Linked DNA regions of Ovis aries: region 1 is linked to region 2. A link is a contact called in public Hi-C data. All regions are on one chromosome and are shown on one strand. The core of a region is the stretch at or near the end of the contact, and the rest is flanking DNA. Distances in the headings are between cores, read along the strand shown. Region 1 overlaps RIN3 (Ras and Rab interactor 3). Region 2 overlaps SLC24A4 (solute carrier family 24 member 4).

What was found. Hi-C and Micro-C count contacts between places; a contact is called where the count stands out from the background.
Region 1: a Hi-C map of hypothalamus shows a contact between it and region 2, with 4 times the contacts expected there. The contact joins two enhancer-like sites. A contact is called at or near these places in 4 of 16 Hi-C or Micro-C datasets (blood, hypothalamus, skin fibroblasts and 1 more).

What each region holds. Positions count from the first base shown.
Region 1 is chr18:55,117,487-55,124,979 of ARS-UI_Ramb_v3.0, reverse strand. The region is part of intron 3 of RIN3 (Ras and Rab interactor 3); the gene reads right to left. Among named protein-coding and RNA genes, the nearest start is that of RIN3, 66 kb to the right of the region's middle. Within about 2 kb of position 1,974, at least 9 of the 54 cell types and tissues checked have an H3K27ac peak or open chromatin away from gene starts, as enhancers often do. A contact at or near this core is called in hypothalamus, where this site is marked.
Region 2 is chr18:54,991,338-54,998,145 of ARS-UI_Ramb_v3.0, reverse strand. All of the region lies in intron 12 of SLC24A4 (solute carrier family 24 member 4), which reads right to left. Among named protein-coding and RNA genes, the nearest start is that of TRNAY-GUA, 23 kb to the left of the region's middle. Within about 2 kb of position 3,190, at least 10 of the 54 cell types and tissues checked have an H3K27ac peak or open chromatin away from gene starts, as enhancers often do. A contact at or near this core is called in hypothalamus, where this site is marked.

The sequences.
Region 1 (7,493 bases), core at 725-3,224, 130 kb before region 2:
ACAGAAGATTACTGGTAGGGCCAGATTAGAACCCCATTCATTGATACCTGACATGGTTTTGCATAAACTCACACTGATGCTGTTCCTCTTTCTGGTGGGAAAGCTGCCTGGAAGCTTCCAGAGCCAGGCAAATCTGTGAGGCGCTTCAGAAGTCCTCAGAGGTAGACTTCACTGGTGGTCCAATAGCTAAGACTCCGTGCTCCCAATGCGGAGGGCCAGAGTTTGATTCCTGGTCAGGAATCTAGAGCCCACAAGCCACAGCTGAGATCCCGAGTACTGCAACTAAGGCCCGGCTCAGCCAAATAAATTTTTTTAAAAGTGTCCAGAGGTAACAATCAGCTTTCCCTTTTGGAAAAAAAAAACAAACCCTAAAATCTGAGTTCCCCTGGAACAACCCCTAAGAAGTCCTAAATACTGGGGGCACTCCTTCCAGAGCAAAGCTCCATACAGGGACACCATGAGAGCTGCAAAGCCACTTGTAAAAAGCACTTTGCCTTGTTTCTTCCAACCCACTCAGCTACCCAAGTGATCTTTCTAAGAGTAGAATTTGGTCTCCTCTGAGCCCAGGGCTCAATAGATGCTAGTTATGTATACACGGGAACAGATGGACGGATGGATACAGTAGTGTGCAGCTCTAGAATCTCAGTCAGGTTTTAGGTACGTTCGAATGTTTATTCCCCACAGCAATTTCCTTGGAGGCATCTTTAACCCTATTTACAGTTGATGAAAGTGAGGCCCAGGAGTCACACCTTGCTTGAGTTCCCAGAACCAATTAAGCAGGAGAAATGAATGCAAATCCAGGTTTTCCAACTCCAAGACCTCTCTGTCAAGGGTGAAGGTGAGCAGAGAAGGGGAAGAAGCAATTAACTTTTCATGAGTACCGACTCTATGTAGTTTTAGTTAGTCATCACTCTGATTATGAGGTCATTTCCCAGCCGAGAAAACCAAGGCTTATTGAGGTGGATGATTGAGTAGCATGGCCAAGACCTCACAGCTGATGAAAGCATAAGGGTGGCATTTGAGTTTGGATCCATCGGGTTCCAAAGCACACTCTCTGGGTCCTAGAGACTCTCTGCACAAGTGTGGGGTGTGATTAACTGATTGAGCAGTGGTCCTGCCCTTTGCTAGGCTATGGGGACCACAGATGCATCAGACAGAAGCTCTACCCTTCTGTAGATGAGTACAGCTGACTGGCTGATAGGAGAGGGCTTCGAGCCCCCTGCCAGCACAGCACAGACGCGGGGTGACACGCTGAGTGTGGAGGAAGGTGGCGCCAGATGGGGATGCAAGCATCAGTTGTCTTCCAGGGGCCTTATTGTGGGGTAACCTGGGAGAAACTGCCTCCATCAGGCAACAGACGCATAAGAACTTCACTGTCCACCTGAGTAGTCTCATCAGGAAGCCTGCGGCCTGGGCAGGTGGTGGGCATGGGGAGGATGCTGGAGGTCAGATGAGCCTCAATGAAAGCAGGTGCCCCCCTCCTCTGCTGTTTCAGGACGGCCAGGACAAACCAACTCCCACTCTTCTGTTGGCCAGTGCCTGGCGCTCCCCTCCTTTATCAGTACAATAACTATTCCTACTGAGATGCACGCCCTTGTGGCTGGGGGCACCACTTTATGATGGTGTTAGTCTTTCACACGTTAGTATGAATCTGTTTACCGGCTAGAGAATTTCCAGAGAGCAGTTTTTCATGGAAGGTGGCAGAGGGAGGCAGAAACAGCTGGAAAGGAAGGTGGGAGCCCCAGACACAAACATTGATAATCCAAACCCATAGCTTTCCCGTGACAGGAAGCCCAGGAGGCACTGGGGCCCAATCCCTCTGGAGTCACCCCGAAAAGAGGGGTTGTAGCTATGCAGGGGCCCCTGGCTTTCTGAAGCTGCTGAATTGGACGGTCTTCTCTCTCAGGCACATCTTCTGAAGCTGCAAAGCCCCTGAAGGTGGCAGTCACTGTACACACAGGCCGAGGCCACTCGCTGGGGCCTGGTGATGATGTGACACTTCCCCTCCCTCCACAACCCGCTTCCCTCTTCTCTTGCCTCCAAGGACACGTGTCCTGGATCTTTCTCCCCTCTCTGTCAAAACCTCCTCCGGTGTTCCATGTCCACAGAGCCAGACCAACTCCTGGTGCCCTCAAAGTGCACACTAACATTCTAGCTCTTATGACCATCTGACTTCCATTTCTGGTTAAGTGCACGTGGGTCTGCTCAGGTTGGCCAATGTCAGGCGCCGTGTCTTACAGACCCTTCCTAAGCCTCGTTCAGCACACAGTTCATTGGATGCAAAGTCTGTGAAATGTTTAATAACACAGAGAAAGCTCATAATAAAATGTTTAAGTAAAAAAAGAAGGCTAAAAAATATGCACCACTATGATTCAAAAATCTATTAAAGAAAGAAAGAAAGAAAGAAAGGCACGAAAGATTTACAGTAAGGTTCTTGGAGTTCAATTATCTGATGATGTATTTTTTCCTAGACCAACCTCAGTTCTGGAAGCTGAAAGGGGAATTACTGAAAATAGAAAGATACAAACTGCGGTTCCTTTTTTTTTTTTTTTTTGCCAAAACCTGCATGGGTATAACCAATATGAGATAAAAGAATGAATTAACTTCTTAGAGGAGTCCTGCAAGAGCACGGCACTGCAGGAAGTGATGGTTTTGAGGTCTGAGCTGCATGTTACTCAACCCCACAGCTAATTATAACTGCTTGAATTTATTGAGTGCTTACTACACTCAGACACTGTGACAGCTTTCCCCCATACATGACTTCATTTTGTCCAGGAGACAACACTAGGATATTATAGTTACCTCTATTCTGACACCAATCCCAGTGTCTGTGCTTTCAAAACCACCAAGCTATTCTCCAGCACCCACTGGGTGTCCTACAATTTAACTCAATTCTTTATTTTCAAAAATGTAAAAACATAGTTTTTTTGGCTGAGCCATGCAGCATGTGAAATCTTAGTTTCTCTGACCAGGGATCAAACTCACACCCCACTGCACTGAAAGTGCAGAGTCTTAATCAATGGACCTCTAGGGAAGTTCCCAGTCTAACTCAATGCTGACACTATGCACCTAGAGACAGCATCAGATCCCACAACACTCTCCCACCCACCCCACTTCAGACACTAATCACAAGTCTAAGTTGTTACCCGTGCTTGTGACCAATCACCTACGGGATCAGAGGTTCTAATGACTTGGGTTCAATTAATCTGCTAGAGTGGGTTGCAGAACTCAGGAAACGCATTTACTCACAAGATCACTGGTTTGTATTAAAAGATATAACTCAGGAACAGCCAAATGGAAGAGACACACAGGACAACGTATGCAGGAAGGGGCCAGAGCGTCTCTGCTCTCTGAGCACACCACTCTCCCCAATCTCCATTGTGTTCACAAACCAGGAAGCTCTCTGAACCCGGTCCCTTTGGGTTTTTATGAAGGCTTCATTTCACAGACATGATAGATCAAATCATTGGCCATCAGTGATACTCAACCTCCAGCTCCTCTCCCTTTCCCAGAGGTTGGGAGTGGAACTGAAATTTCCAACATTCCAATCGAATGATTGGTTTCCTGGCAACCAACCCCCATCCTTAGGTACTTTCCCAAAGTCACCACGTGGACATAAACTCAGGTGTGGTTGAAAGGGTTTGTTACATGTCTCAAGACACAGTTATGGCTCTTATTATTTAGAAAATTCTGAGGGAGCTCTGTGCCAAGAATGGGAATGAAGACCGTGTATATTTCTAATTGTCGGTCACAATATCACAGGTCCAAGGCCAAGTACTTCTTATGTGCCAGGCAGCACTGCCTCTCATCCCTACTGTGTTCAGTCATCAACCCTCCAACAGCCATGCTGCAGATGTTCCCATTTTGCAGATGAGAAAATTGAAGCCCAGAGATGTTAAGATACTTGTCTAATGTCAGAAGATGCCAGGGACAGAATAAAAACCTAGAACTGTCAGTCTTCCCAAAGCTCATGATCTCAAAAGAGGTTTGCCTTGACAAACGCACACGACTCACCATGATACAATGCCTCCGGCCTGATGAAATATCAAGAGCTTGCCTTCTTCATACCAACCCTAAGTTTAACATAATAATTCCTTACCTTTTTATGGACTTAACATATTTTGGCCCAAATACAGGTGAAATCTCATTCTAGGATAGTGGGTCAGTTGGTGAAAGGGTCAAACCCAAGAGCACCAAAGCAAATCTTCAGTGTGGACCTCAAAGGCAATTTGTGTGACACTCTGCCCTCCCATACGTACAGATCTCTACTGCCTGGGAGGACTCATCTAGAATTGCTCCCCTCCTTGGTTTGAAAGGTCGCCCAATCCAGTGGTGATGATCATCTGCACCAATCAGCACAACACTCACCGCTGAGGTGGGCTCTGTTCCCAAGTGCAAGTATACTTATCTCATTCAACTACTTGGCCCAAAATCACTGGCCCAAGGGTGAGAGATCTGCTCAAAATCAAGAAGAAATCCTAACTGAGTTCAATAGGCCAGCCTTTCTAATGCCAGGGGTCAGTGTGGAATAGAGGATAGGCAAGAAGGGAAGTGGGGCTGCCCCGAAACTAGACCAAGTGGCTCAGACTGAGTACTGGGCAGTCACTTCCTGTAGGAGCCAGACCACACCATCCGCTGCTGTCTCATGATTCCTCTTCTGCAGATGGGGCCAACTGACTGTCTGTTATATATCAGCCAGGAGAAAATGCCATCACATGAAGGAATCATTGCTGCCATCTTCAAGGGTGCAGATTAATGAAAAAGATAGCTCGTGTCCCCCAGCCAACTAGTTAATTTCAGCCATAAAGGGGCAAGGCTGCACCTGGAGGCTGGTCAGACCTCCCTCTATCCTGTGTCCTGTCCCTTTGCATCCTATATCCCCTGAGCCAATGTCTTTTCTGCCAGTTCTCAGCCGCTACCAGCCACACATACATGTCTGGCCTCTGAGCGTCCCTGATGAAGCTAAGTGGTGACGCACTTGTCACCTTGGAGCAGCACAGAGGGGAATCGGGAATGTAATAGGTGACAACAGTTGTTCAAAATAGCCGCTACCCCTCTGTGCTAGTCACACACTGGAGGGAGGATCATACTTTGCATCCCACTGAGTCTGGTCTGGCCATTCAACCTGTTTTGGCCAATGAGATGTGATGGGAAGTGACTTCTGCCACCTCTGAATAAACCTGCCATCTCTCTCCGTCCCCTCTGCACCCTCCCCTCTCTGAGCACTGCTTTTTCAGCCCAGACTGCAGAGTGAAATGTTTTTGTAAAGAGTCTCAGCTGACATGCGGTGTGAGTGAGAAACACACTCGCCTTACTGTGTGTGCAGTGCTGTGGGTAGAGAAGCCTCTGCAGGGTAGGGCTGCTCGTCACCACAGCATAGCTAGCCTGAGCGGACTGGTTCAGGATTTCGCCAAAAACCTCTTAACAAGGAACTAGAGGATGACCTGAGCACACAGAAGCACAGAGGGGGTCTGCAAAGATCTCTCTCATTCAAGGCCAACAGAGGGAGGCCACAGATATGGCTGACTGCCTACTTCCTGGGGGATCCCCTTGTCTCTTTCCTTTGTCTCAGCTCTGTGTGGGGAATCCCAACAAAAGGTCCCAGGTCCAGGCTCTGGGCCTTTTCCCTTGCCCACTTCCTCCTCAGGCCACCCCCCACCATAGCCACCATGGCCACGGGAGGATGCAAGAGGTTGGTGGTTCCTTCCTCCCACAAAGGACTATGGTCAGGCCCCACAAGCTGGGCTGGGATATACCCAGAACCTTGGAGCCCAGTGTGTAGGCTTATTCTACTCCTCCTTTTTGCCTTAATCCTGAAGGAGCCTTAATAATAACAGCAATAACAACAAGAGTGAGAAAAACAAACACAGTTATTACCCTCTAGGGTGCTCTGGGTACTACCCTAAGCACTTCAGATACACTAACTCCTCCTTCCAGCCTGCTACGGGAGCAGCACCATTATCATCCCCATCTTAGAGGCCTGGAGAGGTTAGGCAAGGGGCCCAAGGTCACACAGGTGGTTAAAGGCAGAACACTCCGATTCCAACACAGGCTGTGCGGCTTCCCTGGTCTGTGCTTGACCATCATGATAAGGAGCAGGAACCACACAGGAAGACAGCACAAAGGTGGAAGCGGCGAAGCAACGTGGCAAAGAAACACGCCACCTTGCTGCTTTCTTGCTGTTGTCTGGTTTCTCTCGGGTCAGATCTCAGGACTGAGGTTTGGGGAGCAGAGGAGTAAAATTTAAAAAAAAGCAAAATGAAATGCATACAAACGTACAGACGACATCTGTGCAGTCACAGGGAATGGATACGAATTGTGATTTAGAAGAGTTATGTTTCACGAAGGATGTTTGGTTTGGGTTTTGATGCTCTTTTCAGCTAAGCTGAGCATACATTTTTAAAGGTTTAAAAATGGAAAATGGGATTCTACCACGTGGCCCCGGGAGGAAGACATGAAATCAGAGAAGGAAGCTTCCTTCATCCCGAATGCCTTGGCGTATTCCTTGGGCTCCTACTCAAGAATGAGACACACAACCAGATGTGACATCTGGTTCCATGGATTAGACCTTGTGCGTGCTTCCCAACCAAGCTCCAAAAGACTGGGGCAGCCAGACTGTCACCGGGGTGGGAAGACTGAGAAGTGATTACCCTGGAGATGGGGCAGGGAGGTGGGAAAAGAAGCTCAGGGGCCAAGGATTTCAGAAAGCAGAGCTTCTAGACATTCCATCCATCCAGCCCAACTCCCTTTTCCTCCCCAAAGGCTCGCTGGTTGGCCTGCCCTTGAAACTGTGCTCCCTCCTTCCACTTCTTGCACATGTGCTGACGTGTAGCCGCCTCAGCATAACACCCTCATTTTCAGCTACTTTCCCAAAGCTGGTGTTGAAATTCAAGAGCACAACTGGCTCCTGGGTTTCTAAAGGATTGTACATACTCGATTCCTACAATTGTAGGTACTCTGGGCAGCCAAGTCCCCAAAAGCCTGGTTACTCTTCATAAGAAGCAGGACAAAATGAGTCCATAAGCAGGAAGGCTGATGGCTGTCTTTTTCCCAGATCAAAAGTGCACCCAGGGTCTGTGTAGCCACCGGGTGCCCCAAACAACCTCAGGCCTTCTGTAGTCATCATATGTTTGGTCTGGGGAAACTGTAACATTCTCCTTCTTCTCTGAGATCCCTACGTTTTCTTCCCTGCTGGATGCTGTAGGACAGGAGTCATATGGGTTGCTCCATAAATTAACAACCCCCACACTCCTTACCCTTTACCCAGAGAGCAGACTCTGAGCAGTTCACCAAGATCCCGACTTTTTGTGCTTTCCCAGACAGATGTCTGGACTACATACCCCAGTCCCTCTTGCAGTGGGCGTGGCCACGTGCGGAAGTTCTAACCAATGGAACCAATGGAACGTGAGCACAAGTGTCTCACCCACTTGCAGGCATTGAGGTAAGACCCATTCACAAGACTCCCCTTTCCCCTTCCAGCCTACCATGTGGAA
Region 2 (6,808 bases), core at 1,941-4,440:
TTTGTGACCCCATGACTGTAACCTGCCAGGCTTCTCTGTCCATGGGATATTTTAAGCAAGAATACTAGAGTAGATTGCCATTTCCTCCTCCAGGGATCTTCCCAACTCAGGGTTTGAACACATGTCTCCTGCATCTCCTGCAATGTCTGGGCATATTTCTGGACTCTCAGTTCTAGTTCATCGAGCTATATTTCTATCCCACGCCACTATCAGGCAGTCTTGACGACTATTTCTTTGTAATAAGTTTTGAAGTCAGGAAGTCTTTCAGTTTTGTTCAAGATTGTTTTGGCTATTCTGGGTCCCCTCTATTTCCATGTGAATTTTAGAATCAGCTTGTCAATTTCTGCAAAAACAAACAAACAAACAAAAACCCCCAAAAACCTAGCATGGATTTTCACAATGATTGCATGAAGTCTATAGGTCAATTTGAGGACTATTGCCACCTTAAAAATTTTAAATCTTTCAACCATAAACTTAGGATGTTTTTCCATTTATTTAGATATTTCATTTCTTTCAATAATGTTTTACAGTTTTCAGTGTACAAGTCTTGTTCTATTTTTGTTAAATTTATCCCTAAGTACTTTATTGCTTTTTGATTGCATTGTAAATAAAGTTTCTTACATTCATTTTTCATATTGTTAATGTATAAAAATAGAGTTGAATTTTGTATATTGACTTTGGAGCCTGCAAGTTTATTAATTCTAGTGGTTGTTTTTTGTGTTTTGGTAGATTTCCTAGGATTTTCTATATATAAGATCATGTCATCTATGAACACACTTTTACTTCCTCCTTTCCAAATTGAATGCTTTCCGTTTTTTCTTGCCTATTTACCCTGGATAGAACCTCCAGCACAAAGCTGAATAGAAGAGGTAAGAGGTGTCATTTCTAATCTTAGGGGGAAAGTTTCCCATCTTTCACCACTAAATATGACATTAATTTGGGGGTTTTTTGTAGATGCCTTTTATCAGATTGAGGAAATTCACGCTATTTATTTCTAGTTTGAGTGTTTTCCCCCCCATTAAGAAAGGGTGTTGGATTTTGACCAATGCTTTTTCTGTGTCTGTTGAGATGATTGTGCAATTTTTAGCCTTTATTCTAATAATACAGCATGTCTTATTGTTTTTCACGTGTGGAACCAACCTTGCATTCCCGAGATAAATCTCACTTGGTTAACTGTTTATAAAGAGAAAAACCAAGTCCCATGAAGGTTAATGAACTGCCAAAACCTCACAGAAAATTAGTGGCAGAGCCACAAACAGACCCTGCATGCCCAGCCAGTGACCTCTGAGCTGGTCCTTGTGGGGAGGTAAGGGGATGCATTTGAGGGGGGATCATCGTCAGGGATGGGTTAGTGAACAGTCCTGTCACCATTATTCAACATTTGTGTTGTGCCTCACACATTTTGGAGGTGGTTTTCACAAACACTATTTTTCATATCAACTTTGGGGAGATATTCTCACCGTTTCACAGGTAAGGTTTGGTAAAGTTCAGTGACTTAAACATCACAAGCTCAGAGGCAGTACCAGGACTTGAATGCAGGTCTTTAGAGCCTAAATCTTGAGTCCTCTGTACTATACTACTTGCCTGCCCTCTGAGTCCCATGATTTCAAAGCCTGTGAAAGTCCTTTTGCTGCCCACTGGTGGACAGCGTCACAACTGTCAGATTAGAGCTTTACACTTTTAGCTCATGGCTGTGATCTAAACAGAAAAATCCTCTTAAATAGGGGAACCATTAAAGTTTTCTTATTCCTTGGGAATGAATGAATCTTACCATCAATTCTTAGTTACTTCTAATACATTTTTGTTTTATCGTTAGACTTACCATTAAACTGATTGCTCTCTGAGGGGCATAGAAACTTCATGGTTAATGACAGCTACATTGTTAGATTCAAACTCCAGTTCTGGCATATTTTACCTCTGTGACCTTAGAAAAGTATTTAGCCTCTGGGCATCTCCGTTTCCCAAGCTGTGAAATGGGGATAACAACAGCTCTTAACACACACTGCTATTGTGAGACTAAAATGAGCCAACACATGAGATGCATTTAGCCCACACTCGGTGCAGAGTACGCACTAAATTTTAGCTTTTGTTGATAATAATGGTTAATTAAGTTCCACTTACTGAGTACCTACGACTGTCAAGCACTGGGTTGGGTGTTTTATGGAAACTAAAACAGGTTTAAGACTCTGGTGCTGGGAAAGATTGAAGGTGGGAGGAGAAGGGGACGACAGAGGATGAGATGGTTGGATGGCATCATTCGTTCAATGGGCATGAGTTTGAGTAAACTCTGGGAGTTGGTGATGGACAGAGAGGCCTGGCGTGCTACAGTCCATGGGGTCTCAAAGAGACACGCCTGAGTGACTAAACTGAACTGAAAACAGGTTTTAAGAAGTAAGCTGTCTAGCCCAAGGTCACATAGCTAGGAAGTGGCAGACTCAGAAGCTCAATACCAAAGCCTCTTACTGACACCATGTTGAACCCTGGAGCATGAGTTTTGAGCCTAAGGGCACTAGAGAGACAATGGCGGGGGGTGGGGGGGGGCCTGCAGGAAGTAGATAAGATCAGGGTTGTAATTAAGCTGAGCTGCCAAGCTGAGGTTTGGGAGGAAGGGGAAGACAGAAGTGGAGCATGTGAGAGAAAACAAGAGGCTCCAGCCAGGTCAGAGGGCAGGACCTGCTGGGGGCTGACAGGGAGATGCCGGCAGTCAGGCCTGAGTGCACAGGGACCAAAGGCCCAGTAAGAGACACCCTGGCAGCCCAGTGTAGAGCCTGGAGAGCTTGTGGGGGGCTGTGAAAGGCCGTCCCCAGGGAGGCAGCCTTGGCTTGGTCTCCCCCTCTCACGGCAGTCAGGTACCATGGTTCAGCCTCTGGGACCCTGTTCATGCTTCCCCAAGAAGTGTTCCTCCCCTTGGAAAAGGAGGAGAGATCAGACATGCAGACCAGGACCTCCCGGTCAACACAGAAGCCAGGCCCAGAGTTTGCTCAGCAGGTGCAGACCCCAGGGACCCTTACCCCAGCTCTGCATCCATGCCCACAGCCCCCACCAAGTCAAGCTTCTGGACTGGATGTCAGTGGGTCCCAGAGCTGAGGTCGGTGAGCCACCTGTCTTGTTCTAAAGATGACCTCAAGCTACGGCCAGCTCTGCACTCCACCCCAGGAACCTCAAGGCTGGGGCCAGAGAGCTGGTCCGTCCTCTGTCACTCGTGACTGTGTGGCAGTGGGTGGATCTTCAACCTCTCTGAGCCACCCTGTCCTCAGCTGTGATGTGATAACTCCCCCCGTCTCACCCACCCCAAGGATCTACGGGGAAACAAAAGAAAGGCAAGAAGTACGAAGCTGACCATCCTGCCTCTGAAGGTTGCACCTTGAGTCTGGACGCCCTGGGGAGTGAAATAAGAGTCAGGAATGCTTGACAGGCCCAATAGCAGGCCCTCTCACCTTAAACATCCAGCAAACATCCAGGGCAGGCCTGTGGGTTCCCAGTGCTTACAAACCCCATAGACTCAGCAGCTGGCCGCCTCCTCCCCTTCCTTCCTGCTGCGCCTGTATTCCAGAGCACACACTCCAGCCTGGCAGAGTGCCTTCCTGGCCAAAATCAATACTGGAACCAGGCCGAGGACTCAGGAGTCAGGCAGACCTGGGGTACCAGCCCTGCCTGAGGCCCTTAGTTACCTGGGAAATGGGGACCACACCAGACACGCAAGCAGGGCTGTGTGCAGACTCTAAGCCCCAAATATAAGACGTGTACGGCCCAAGCTCCATGAAGAACGTGTCTGCCAAGCTATAGGTCAGGGCCCAGCCCCTTCCTCTGCCTCACTATGCGACTGGAAGCCACATGAGCCCCTCACCAGGTCTGCTCTGGTCTAAGTCATCAGCAAAGATTAGTTCCCCTGCTTTTTTCCAGGCATCCCTGCAGCTCCCATAGGAGTGGACATGCTGAGCCGGCCCTCAGCAGCCCCCATGCCAACCTCCTCCTAGGGTGTCCATACAGCACTTCCCAGACTCCCTTGCAGTTGAAGTTCTAGACTCAAACTGGGCTCCTTATTTTGAAAAACAGACTGAGGAGGGGCTGGGCCACCTTTCTGGTGCTTTCGATGCACTGCTGTGAAACAGGCCTCTCGGGATGCTGCTTTGGCTACAGCGGCGCATTCCTGCCCAGGAGCTAGCTGAGTGGGCACCAGGGATGCCTTCTCAGGCCTGACCAGCAGCCCAGTGGCAGCTTCTGGTGGCAGCACAGCTGTGGCAGTGGCTTCCTGGTCCCTGGGTTGTGACTCTGACAGTGAGTTTTGAACATTTCAGCACATCCCAGTCCCCCACCTCTTCAATTCTGAGAGAGGTGGTAGCAGCCGGTTCATTGGGCGTCATTACTGGTACCCAGCCTGGAGCGTCCGTCCCACCACTGCATAAGGAACCCACCTACTAGGTCTATCAATTTCTATTTCTCCCACATCAGTGATTAGCATCCATCATCTCCTGATAACGCCCGAGGCACCTGCCATAGACCTATAAGGGGTGCGGGCGTGTGTGCTCAGCATCTCTTCTCTCCAAACAGCCCTCCCAGGGGCCACCAAAGCCATGCTGGCCAGCATGGGTACTGACCAGGGGTGGGCCCCTGACCTCTGGGCTGATAGCATTCTCCCTCTTAGGACTCTGGAATTCAGACGCAACCCTAGGCAACCAAGTGAGGGAGGCAGGACATGGCAGAAGTCAATCTGGGGCCAGTGGGAGGCCACGGTCTGCCATGGGCACCGACAGTGGAGTTGAGAAAAGCCAGTCCACAGCCAAGGAGCAGAGTGAGACAGGCAGGTGTGTGAAAGGAAGACAAGAGCCAGGAAGAGCCTCAACACGCACAAAGGCTCCGAGTCCAGCCCCTGGGTGAGTCCAAGTGTTCATGGGATCCACAACACACCCCTGTAATCTTATGATAACAAAGGTCCCTTTTATCTCAAAGGAAGCTCATGTGGGCTTCTGTTGCCAGCATCCGTAGATACTTCAGGTCCCCAGCGCATGCCCAGCTCATGACAGGTCCTGAGCCCCTTCACCTCCCTCCTTCTAGTTTGGACTGTGCTGGTCTGGCTGTGGGGTGACACAGAATAGATTCCAGGGCAGGTGGCCCAGATGCCTGGCTCCGTCTGGTCAGTACTGACCCCTGGGCAAGCCCTGGCCCCTCAGTTTTCTGCTTTGGAATACAAGAAGCGGGTCTAAAATTCCCCAGATTGCTTTTAACCACAGCATTCAGAGACCATCTGTTGTTAACCACAGAGAATTCAGAGGAATATTGCTTTCATTTAGATGAAAAACAACCCCCCCAAAAAAAAACACCCTCTTTCTCTATTATGCTTTAGCAGCTGTTTTTTATAAACCACTTATCACCAGAAAGTGGAAATAATCCAATTGTTCATTCACTGATGGAGAAATGGGGTACATCCATACAATGGAATATTATTCAGTCATGAAAAAGAAATGAAGGACCAACACATGCCAAATGCAGATGAACCTTGAAAACACGCTAAGAAGGCAGACTCTGGGAGACAGAGAAGGACAGGGAAGCCTGGTGTGCTGCGGTCCATGGGGTCGCAAAGAGTCGGACATGACCGAGCAGCTGAACAACAACAAAGAAGGCAGACACAAAAGGCAACTTATTTAATGATTCCATTTATATAAAATATCCAGAATAGATAAACCCGAAGAGACAGAGTCGCAGTTGCCAGGAGATGGCGGGGAGGACGGAGAATAATTGCTTAGCAGGTAGGGGGCTCCTTTGAGGGTGCTCAAGAAAACCGATTGTGGTAACGGTTGCACAACTTTGTGAGTAGATGAAAAACCACTCAACTGTGTACTTCAAAGGTGTGACTATTACGGTAAGTAAATTACACTTCAATAGAGCTGTTATATTAAGAAATTACAGTGCTCAGCCAGTGTTTGTTCTAATTAGGTGTGAGCTGACACCTCAGGGCTCCACAGTGACTGACAAGGCCACTTCTTTGAAATCCTGACCTTGACTTACGAGACCATCTACTGACTGTGTGATTTCTCTGGCGGCTCCCACGACCCAGGCAAGAACAAAATCATTTTTGCCGTGAAGTGCCATGTGCCTCTGGGGGCCTGGAGCAGACAGAAATTGGGTGTGGAATTTCACATGTACGTGAGCCCGTGGCAGCAGCAGCTTCTCCTCTGTGCTCCCAGCCATGCCGAGCGGCTGAGAGGAAAGAGCAGGGCAGAGTTTTCTAGGGCTCCATTTCTGCAGTCCCCCTTACTGCGCTCAGAGAGAATAAGCAGACCCCTCTCCTCCCAGCCAGCACGGCTCTCTAGTTCCCTGTAGGACAGAGGAAGATGGGGATGGGGTGGGGAGAAGACATTCTAGAAACTTCCCAAAATCTTCAGATGGCTTGTGCTGAGTTTTCTGATGAAGAAAATGTTTAGCTGTGTCATCCGAGGACTGACGAGAGCATGCCAGGTCCCTGAAGGCCTATAATTCAAACTCAGTTCAACATGGTTTCTTAACACAGACAAGTTCCTTGGTACCTATGTACCAGCTAGAAGACACGATGGACAGAGACAAGCATTTTCTTAAGGACTCCACAGGAAGAGTGCAGAAGAATCCACTGGTTGGCCACAGTATTGTCCCTTAAGCACTATGTCAGTGTGGGGTGCTGTCCCCCCTGTGTGATCGTAGGCAACTAAACCTCTCTGAGCCTCAGCTTCTTCACCTGGGAAATGGGGATAATAACAGTACCCACCCTCCAGGGTGGTCCTGAGGACTTAACGAGTGCATGTGAACCACCCTGCCCGGTCCCTAGGAAGCGCTC